Linked DNA regions of Oncorhynchus mykiss: region 1 is linked to region 2. Evidence: chromatin contacts called from public Hi-C data. All regions are on one chromosome and are shown on one strand. Each heading gives the region's core, a stretch centred on a gene start, on an enhancer-like site or on the middle of the called end of the contact. The rest is flanking DNA. Distances are from core to core; before and after follow the strand shown.

Region 1 (5,182 bases), core at 2,556-5,055, 140 kb after region 2:
TCAGATCCTCGTACTCAACCAGGGCTTGACGCTTCTTGGGCATAACCACCACATAGCTGTAAACAAAACAGTTATATTAATGGAGGACGCATAACCAAGTCAACAGGACACCGTTTCTTTACTTGCTTTGCTTACAGACCAGAGGTGACCTAGCCTCCCCTGGAGTGCTTCTGGGTGAGCTGGCTTTTGTTTCAGCACTGCTCCCACCCACCGGATTCTAGATGCTCATCGGGAACGGCAGCTGAATCAATTGTGTTAGAGGAGCTTCTGGGTGTGCAGGCTTGTCTTCTGAGTTAAAGATAGCGATCACCGATTTAACAGTAACCAACTATGAATGGTTGCATTGTGTGGAGCAAAATTTTGACCGTGAAATGTGTGCATTGTAAGTGAAGTACGGGCAGTCTGCTTCTGCACGAGCCATTTTCCCGTTGTCGTGAAGAAGAAACATGCAGATATTTTTTAAAGCAGACAGTTACTCAATGTGCATATTCATCACCTAATAGCTCCAAACTCCTGCAGAGCCTCCACAAGGTCAGCCTCCGTAATGCCGTCCACCAAGCCCCGCACATGCACAACTGGAGAGGGAAGCGTCTTATGTGGGTCATCATAGCCCTCCTGCAAAAAAGAACAGGCCCATTATCTCCATCTCTTCATTCAATGACTCAATCATGGACACTTACAGACAGTTGTGGCTGCTTCTCATAATGCATTGTTGTCTCTGCCTTCTTGCCCCTTTGTGCTGTTGACTGTGCCCAATAGTGTTTGTACCATGTATTATGATGCTGCCATGTTGTGTTGCTACCATGCTGTGTTCATGCGTTGCTGCCATGCTGTGTTGTCCTCTTAGGTCTCTCTTTATGTAGTGTCTTGTCATGTGTGTGTTTTGTCCTATGTTTATTTATTTTATTTTTAATCCCAGCCCCTGTCCCCGCAGGAGGCCGACATTGTAAATAAGAATGATTTCTTAACTGACTTGCCTAGTTTTTTAAAAAAAATTCAAGCAATAAACTCATGTTTCCCGTTTAGCTCATAGCATGCTTTATAAGAATTGAGGACTCCAATGTATGTAGCTAGCTGACTAAACTCAACTACACGGTGAAATAAATTGAGTTGAGACCAGGCTTTGCATAATTCAGCACCGACTACATTGATTCATCAAGGTCAATATTTAAAAATATTTACAAATAAAAACTATGAAAGGCTATGGTAGCCATGCCCTGTGCTGTTGCGTGCTGAAATCCACACTAATCCAATAAACGTTAACCAAATACAACCACCGACTGTGTCCATTGAATCTCAACGAAAGCCGGTTATCGTTATTTGATATTTTTTTACGTATGGATTCCGACAAAGGCACGCAACCACAGAGGCTAAACACAAGTTATTTTATTTAACTTGGCAAGCCAGTTAAGAACACATTCTTATCAACAATGATGCATACACAGGCCCAACCTGGACGACGCTGGGCCAATTGTGCGCTGCCCTGTGGCCTCCCAATCACGTGATACAGCTTGGATTCGAACCAGGGTGTCTGTAGTGACGTCTCTAGCACTGATATGAAGCGCCTCAGACCGCTGCACCACTCGGGAGCCCGAGTTAAATCGAATAACAATTTGTTAACTAACTATCCTTGTTAGATAAAATAAAAAACTTGGTCAGAGCTGAATTCCACAAAGCCTGCTTTGCTAAACTACGTTGGCGGAGTTCAAACTTCCTTCACCACGGACAGCTATTAATGTGTAATGTCATGAAGTAGGGGTAACTATTCAGTTTAAACTGTTGGGAATATTAGTGAGGAAATGTATTTTGTTATCCCTAATATTACGAGAACATGGCCCCCGATAAGGTGCATTTCGAGAACGTTAAACATTTTACTGGCTAAAGTAGCAAACTAATTAGCTCGCTAACTAGTTACCGACTACATCAAAGAACGAGTCAATAATGCATCTTACTAGGTTTATTTCAATTTAACACACCCACTCGTGTTCGTTGCTTGGCAAAACGAAACCGCTAAGCTAGAACAAAGCAATAACGCTACTGCTAGCTAACGTTAGCTACTGTATGATTTGTGGCGTGGCCTGAATTGCACTCTCCCATCCATTCAAACGGAAAAAAAGGCCAGCTAACGTTAGCTAGACAATTGTTGGAAAAACAACTAGCTAGCCAGTTAGCTAACTAGCTACATTGAGATCTGTTTACTCCACGGACAATTTAAGCTAAACATACACACAGAACGAAAGGTTTAACATCGTGGAACAAGGGAAAGCGAGCTAGCTAACGTTGCTGGGTGCAATATATTTTTTGAAACGCCGCGTCATGAGTATGTGAGATTGTTATTTAAAGAGTACATTGCAATGCATGTGCTTAAATGCATTTTGCTATATCACAGAAATCAGCGTTCATCATTTACCGTTGTCATTCCGTCGTTGGTTTTTAGTCTTTTCGTTGCCCTGCCGCCTTCGTAATAACGGCCTGCCATAGCCATGTTGTCCCAGTTAATAAGGTTGGTAGCAGCGACCGTATGAAATGGACGGGAAAGTATTGAGACACACACATGGGCCCGCCTTGAAGAGTCCGCTGCGGTTTCCAATTGGCCTAAAAGGCACGTCAATAACGCCATCACCAATTTATCTTATAGTCAGAGCTCAAACCACTACTACTGTATTGATCTGTTATCTGTAAAAAATAAAGTGAAGATCATCTTTATTTCTACAATAAATACATTTTCAATCCAGGCGAATGATCTAGGTGGTTACAGCTTTTTGAGAATGGACTTTAATCAGCAAGGTTGAAAAGAGCCAAGATTACAAATATGCCACAGCTAAGGGCTGTTTTTATGTACGACGCATTAGGTGGGGTGTAAGTTTGAAAACGAAAACTTATTGACTGCAAACCATTTCTCATGGCAAACATACCATGTCATTTCCTTTTTCACTATAAAACGTCTCCATGTAAGACACATTCTGTAGATGTTCCCAATGTTCAAAAGAATAATACTGAATTAATGTGTCGATTTATTCCAAAATCTGCCAGTGTCATAAAAAAGGGAAAGCAACATTTAAAGTATCTTACAGCTCTTTAACGCAATGCCACGCTGAATATAGTAGATAAGAAATAATAACAAATACAAAGTTGTGGTTCACAAATCCCACTTCTGAAATTAGCTATTTGAACTGTTTTGACACACACAAGAGCCATTTTAGGAATGTGACATCATGTAAGGGATGCATGGTTAGATATGAAACTAATCCTGTAGAGTGTAATTATACAGCATCAGAAAGGTAGGGGTAGATTCTAATCAATGCAGGGAACAAAGACAAAACAAATAGCTGCAAGGCTAAAGCCAGTTGGTCGGAGGGGGATGGGGACGAGTTTAGTCTTCAAATCAATCTTCCCCTGGGGTGGGGCTCTTTTTCTGGCTTGGAGATCTGGAACGACTGAAACAGACAGAGAATGGTGTAAGAACAGGGCAGACACAGCATGTCCAATCAACAGGCAGCCCGGCCGGCACCCATCTTGTCCCAGCATGTCCACTCAACTAGCCCAGCACCCATCTCAGAACCAATCACAGCTCCAACCCTGCTGGCACATAATCAGTGGTGTAAAGTACTTAAGTAAAAATACTACTTAAGTGGTATCTGTACTTCACTATTTATATTTGACAACTTTCACTTTATTCCCAAATAAAAAGTACTTTTTACTACATTTTACCTGACGCCAAAGAGTACTCATTACATTTTGAATGCTTAGGAGGACAGAAGAATGGTCACACACTTCACACACTTATCAAGAGAACAACCCTGGTCATCCCTACTGCCTCTGATCTGGCAGACTCACTAAACACATGCTTCGTTTGTAAATTATGTCAGTGTTGGAGCTTGCCCCTGGCTATCCGAGTCATTTTCTATGAAGGTCTACTTTTACTCAAGTATGACAATTGGGTACTTTTTCCACTACTGCCCACAATGCACTGTGTCCCACTACAACCAGTTTGCCTTGCTCAGGACACGTTATAAATACAACACATTACAGCTACACTGGATACCGCCAACATCCACTAATTATAACATGTAGGGAGGGGTACCCTAATTTTGCATAATTAAATCAACAAGTGAAAGTACCAGAGGTCAAGGAAATGAAGGAGCTGGGTGTTGAGACTGGGGTGTTTTAAAGGGGGTTTGAGGTGATAAAACCATCCCTTGCATTTTCACACAATGAAACAAAAGACCATGGTAGGATCTGAACTAAGAATTGCATCCAAAACAAACACTGACCAAATAAAATAAACTTGCCTTTTGCAAGCACACGTCTTTAGAATCCTACCTCGATATGGTAAACTATCACCTATGTGCAGACACTTATTTAAAACCCAAGGGAACAGTGCAAACATTCAAATAGGTTGACCTAATATACAGTATCAGGACAAGCACCATCAATGTATCTACATTCCCCCTAAAAAAAAAATCCTACACTTATCACTACACCCAGGATAATATGTATCCAAAGATAATATTTAACACTCATATACCCACCCACAGACAGACATACACACACCTGTGGATTTGGACAGTGCATGCTCTGTATAGTTGAATGTTAGTGTACAGTATGTTAGGGAGTATCAGACTATACGTCTGCGTTCTGATCATGAAAGACATTGACTCTTGGGTTTTCATTACCTTTGGAGACAGTGGCAGAAACAACATGTACAGAGTAGCGACGGATTCTAGAACTCGAAGACACACTCGGAGGGTCTTGAAGTCTGATCTCTTGTCAGCTCTCCTTTCTCACCCTCTCAGAAGCTAATCAAGTTGCCGGGCTCGGTAGGGAAGGGGCCTTAACTTGTCGACTGAACTTGGCTCAGCGTTCAAGTCTGTGGTGCGTGGGTTCTGGGAGGGAGTGTGGTGGGTGGAACAACTGTGTGTACGCGCGTAGGATGGATGTGTCTCGTCAGAATGTTCATCAGGCGACCTCTTTAACCAGCACGGCGCAAGCTGATTTCTGGTCAGCCCTTTTCACCCTCAGGAAGGACGTTAACACAGCAAGGATGACCCTGGTCAGTGCTTCTGCAGTCGGTCGACTCCCCACACTCTTTAAAAAAAGGCCTGATGCGATTGGTCACTGGAGTCTGATCACGACAGATTTCTATTTTGGGTTTTTGAGGTTCTCTCGCCCTCTGAAGCTA
Region 2 (4,761 bases), core at 1,955-4,454:
TTTGACAGCTAAAACAAATCACAAGCTTCAACACCAGTAGAAACGATAGCTTACGTCAATTTTGTTTTCTGTACAACATTTTATTTGAATCCACCTCCATTTCATTCACAAATCTTTTATCCACTATGAAATATGTGCGTAAGCATAAAAAATAATACCCATGATAATGATCAATATTGTAATAAACAATTGCTCCAGAGATGTTTTTGAATTGTATACAATTTGCTGTGCTGATCAGAATCTACACGCTCACACACAAGGGGGGGGGGGGGGGGGGGGGGGGGGGGGCTGGACTCTCGTTCATGTGTTGCCATGAAAGATACCAGCTCAGTCTCTATTTCACTGGAAGAGTGGGGAAGGAGGAAGGGGACTAGGGCAGTTGTTCTAGCACCCTGCAGAGAAAGAGGTACTCCACTCTGCAGACAAAAACCTAACCCCATCCTCCTGCGACCACAACCTATGTCAGATTCCCTGTCTTGTTTTATCTGATCTCTCCACACGGCATCATGACAATGGAACATCTGATTTGATGGTGTGATGGTGGGGGATCTGACCAGCAACAAGCAGGTACATGCACAAAAGAGTACCCTATAATAGTCTGCTGCCGAGAGTACTAAGAAAACACCACTATACACATTATTCTTATCATAATCATTGTTTCTCTAAATCACTACCAACATAAGAGGAGAGGGGGAGGGAAGGGGAGGGCAGACTGTTGAGGGGAGGAGAGGTAAATCAGGTAGGCGTCTAAGCACGCTCCCCACGGATACGACGGGCCAGCTGGATGTCTTTGGGCATGATGGTGACACGCTTGGCGTGGATGGCGCACAGGTTGGTGTCCTCAAACAGACCAACCAGGTAAGCCTCGCTGGCCTCCTGCAGACAACAAAGAACAGGTTGGAGAAACAGCTCACAACAACACACTTAGAGTGTGGACAATATCAACCTGTAAAATTATATTTTGTCATACATTCAGGCACATGATCGAAGCATTCCTCTTTAGTGTGTGATTTAAAAAAAAAAGTAATAATGCAATTATAGTCTTCCTGCCTCGAACTTGAGATATGTGGTTTATGACAGCTTGTGTCCCTTAGTTGGGGTTAGCACTGACCTGCAGGGCCCCAATGGCTGCACTCTGGAAACGCAGGTCAGTCTTGAAGTCCTGAGCAATTTCTCTCACCAGGCGCTGGAATGGCAGCTTGCGGATCAGCAGCTCAGTGGACTTCTGGTAACGACGGATCTCACGCAGGGCCACAGTACCAGGTCTGGAAGGAAACACACACAGTTAGAACAATCCCATGACTAACACCACTGTATGGATTCATTACAGAAATCCAGAGTCAAACATGTAATCAAACTCTTTAGGCCTAAATCCTTCTCTCTTGCATCAGGTGGTGATGGAGTCATAATAAGGAACATTAGTGTGGCTCAGGGACAGAGGGCAGCTTTGGCAAGACCTTTCAGCCTCACTGTCACTCTCACCTGTAACGATGGGGCTTCTTGACCCCACCAGTAGAAGGGGCACTCTTGCGGGCAGCTTTGGTGGCCAGCTGCTTACGTGGGGCTTTGCCTCCAGTAGATTTACGGGCTGTCTGCTTGGTACGGGCCATGGCTCCTACAAATCACCTGAACAAAGGGGAGAACCACAAAAATTACTATAGCTTACACTTTCATTGCAATTATACCTGATAATAAGTAACTGGATTTGTATTCATCCATTACCTTAGCTGATTCAAAACTTTCACAAAATGTGAAAATCCCCAAGATTATTTCTGTACAGTAATTGGGTGTTCCACTCACTGTCATTGAACACATCTAGAACCAAAAAAAGTGTTGAGAGTCTACAACATGAATTTTCCCAATCAAAGTCGAGTGGGCCAATCAATCAATCAATCAATGGGGGAAAACGACGGCATTGGTTGGTTAGTCAATCTTATTGTGTAAACATATGACTAAGACCAATCAGCGTATGTTCTGTCACGAGAAGGCGCAATCTACAGCTCCTAGACGTTGGTTGCCCCGCCCACTCCGCTGTGACGATGGCGGCTGCTTGATGCGCAACCGGGATAAAGACCATAGGCAGAAGAGCAAAGGAGTACCACTAAAACTTTGATATTTAAATAAACAGCTGTTTGACAATATCATCAAACAACTAATATACATAAAAGACATCTCAGAGAACTCGTATGTAGGCACATAAACGGACTTCGACCACCAATGCCTGCGTACAACCGAAGTGAACCCGCGCATAATTTGAATTTTTTTTTATCCAGTTGCACTAGCTGTAGAAAAGGCTGCAATTCTGTGCCGTTTCGACAGTGGGGTTTGTTATTTTCCTCTACGACGAAAACGAGATGGATCTCCAACAAAATTACACCACAATTGAAGCAATTTGAAACTTTTCGAATGTGAAGATCACGTAAATTAAAAGCAGTCGAGTGTTTGACTTACCTACACCAAAAGTGGTTAAAAAGAATGTGAGAAGTGTTTAGCTTGTCTGGCGGTGTCAGTATTTTCTTCCTCGTATCCACAATGGGAACAACCGTCCAGCGGGAAAATGGCCGCTATGTCAATCATTTCTCCCAGAATGCCATAGTGTATACAAACATTTCTAGTTTCGTTTCATTTGTGGTGCTTCAGACACATCTTTGGATATTTTTTTGTACGCCACTAAATGTTACTTTATATCAGTCTCCAAATTTCATATCCGAACATATAGCATACTTGCTATCAATATTTTTCTCAAGATGTTGTGGAAACGTTTTGGCTTTTCAATTTGCCATGCTCAAGAAAGCTATTATGCTGAAGTTATTGTGCATTTCTATATCGTACAACCTTACATTCACAAGTATTGTGCAAATGTCAGCCTGCAATGTCAAAGGTCTGGTTCCCAATCAGTGGTGTAAAGTACTTAAGTAAAAATACGTAAGTACTACTTTAATTTTTGGGGGTATCTGTACTTTAATTATATTTTGGACAAAGTGTTTACGCCACACAATATCCGACACTCTAAAGGACTTGTTACATTTTGAATGCTTAGGACAAGAAAAAGGTCAAATTCATGCACTTACCAAGAGAACGTCCCTGGTCATCCCTACGCCCTCTGATCAGGCAGACTCACTCCTCACATATTTAGCAGATGTCGTTGCGGGTGTAGCGAAATGTGTTCCTAGCGCCAACAATGCAGTAATAGCTAAACAATTCACACATCTTAATTCCATTATAAGAAATATATTAAGACGAGCAAAGTCTGAATGTGATGTAAAGATTTTGGACATGCTTGTAAATGATGCCGGAGTGCCCCTGGCTAGTCGTAAAAAAATAAAATTTAACGGTGCCGTGTGCTTAGTAAGGAATTTGATCAAGTATATTTAAAACCAAATACTTAGTCAAGTAGTATTATACTGGTGATTTTCACTCACCGTTTTCTATTTAAAAAATATTTACTTGGCAAGTAAAACAAGTGGGTACTTTTGCCATTGAATATGACAGTTCAAATAACATTAAAACGGTTCACTATTTAAAATACCATTGCCAGCAGCATACAACTCAGTACAGGCCAATCACTTCACTCAACCAGTTGTGGAACAGTAGTTTATCACCTTTGTATGAGAATTCTGGATTTTTACAAATATCTGCTTAAAAATGTAAAAAAAAAAAAAAAAAAACGAAATCAGTGTGAAAAGGGCATCACAACCTGAGAAAGAAACTAAAATATTACCAGGATAAAAACATGGGAGAAATACATAAACATTGTGCTACATAGGCCTATGCAATATTTTGAATCATGCAAAGTCATATTTTTATTGATCAATTTCAGAACACAATTAACCATTTGTAAATGTATCACGTAAACAGTAGAAACACTAGTTGTAAAAAAAAATGATAAAGGGTACATGTAAAAACACCACATGTTTATCAATTAGAAAACCAACCCTGTCATAATGTAATAGTAGGAGGGGGAAATGCTTGCCCAAGATGCTTCATGCATGCACCCTTTGCTGTGTCGAGTTGCATACACAAAGGTGTGACTCAGATCAGCTTCAAAACAGATACAAAGTACCCTAAAAGTCTGCTGCTAAGAGAACTAAGGGGGACAAGACTACAGTTTACTTGTGTCACATCATTACTCAAATCAAGCTCCTTATAAGGATAAGTGGGAAGGGAGGAAAAGACAGACTGAGGTATATAAAAATAAAGGGGAGGCGTCTAAGCACGCTCCCCACGGATACGACGGGCCAGCTGGATGTCTTTGGGCATGATGGTGACACGCTTGGCGTGGATGGCGCACAGGTTGGTGTCCTCAAACAGACCAACCAGGTAAGCCTCGCTGGCCTCCTGCAGACAAAAAAAAGTTGAATTCAGCTGACATGCATAAGCTCTCTTGGTATGGACCAATGCATTCTTTGAACATTTGGGGAGATGACTGCCAGTAGGTCACCACCTTAAGGGATTTTGGCAATGAGGCTCTTTATTTACTTCCCCAGAGTCAGTATGAAGAAAGTTTCTTGAGCCAATGCTAACTAGCATTAGTGCAATGACTAAAAGTTTACATCTATGAGCATGCTAGCAGATACCCATAGACTTTGTCATTGTGCTAATACTAACTAGCATTAGCTCGCAAACCCAACTAACTTTTTTCATACTGGACAGGCATATGGCATTCAGTAGTTCAGCCGACTCAGCAAAAGATGATAAAGGGCCTCATTGCCAAAATTATGAAGTTTCCCTTTGAGTGTACAGATTCCCGATAGGTCTGGT

The links. A called contact is a pair of places that touch in the nucleus more often than the background predicts.
Region 1: a contact with region 2 is called in a Hi-C map of blood, with 2.9 times the contacts expected there. The contact joins the promoter of LOC110503705 here to the promoter of LOC110503700 in region 2. A contact is called at or near these places in 2 of 3 Hi-C or Micro-C datasets (blood and liver).

What each region holds. Positions count from the first base shown.
Region 1 is chr24:10,149,289-10,154,470 of USDA_OmykA_1.1, forward strand. It overlaps LOC110503705 (heterogeneous nuclear ribonucleoprotein L), which reads right to left and starts at 3,806. Exons shown (of 12, transcript XM_036961151.1): 1 at 2,411-3,806; 2 at 497-615; 3 at 1-56. The coding sequence starts at 2,620. It overlaps LOC110503706 (serine/arginine-rich splicing factor 7), which reads right to left. Exons shown (of 8, transcript XM_036961153.1): 8 at 3,002-3,437. The coding sequence ends at 3,386.
Region 2 is chr24:10,005,783-10,010,543 of USDA_OmykA_1.1, forward strand. LOC110503700 (histone H3.3A) reads right to left here and starts at 3,205. Exons shown (of 4, transcript XM_021582162.2): 1 at 3,072-3,205; 2 at 1,483-1,626; 3 at 1,112-1,265; 4 at 1-876. The coding sequence starts at 1,610. The coding sequence ends at 748. It overlaps LOC110503698 (histone H3.3A), which reads right to left. Exons shown (of 4, transcript XM_021582159.2): 4 at 3,579-4,338. The coding sequence ends at 4,210.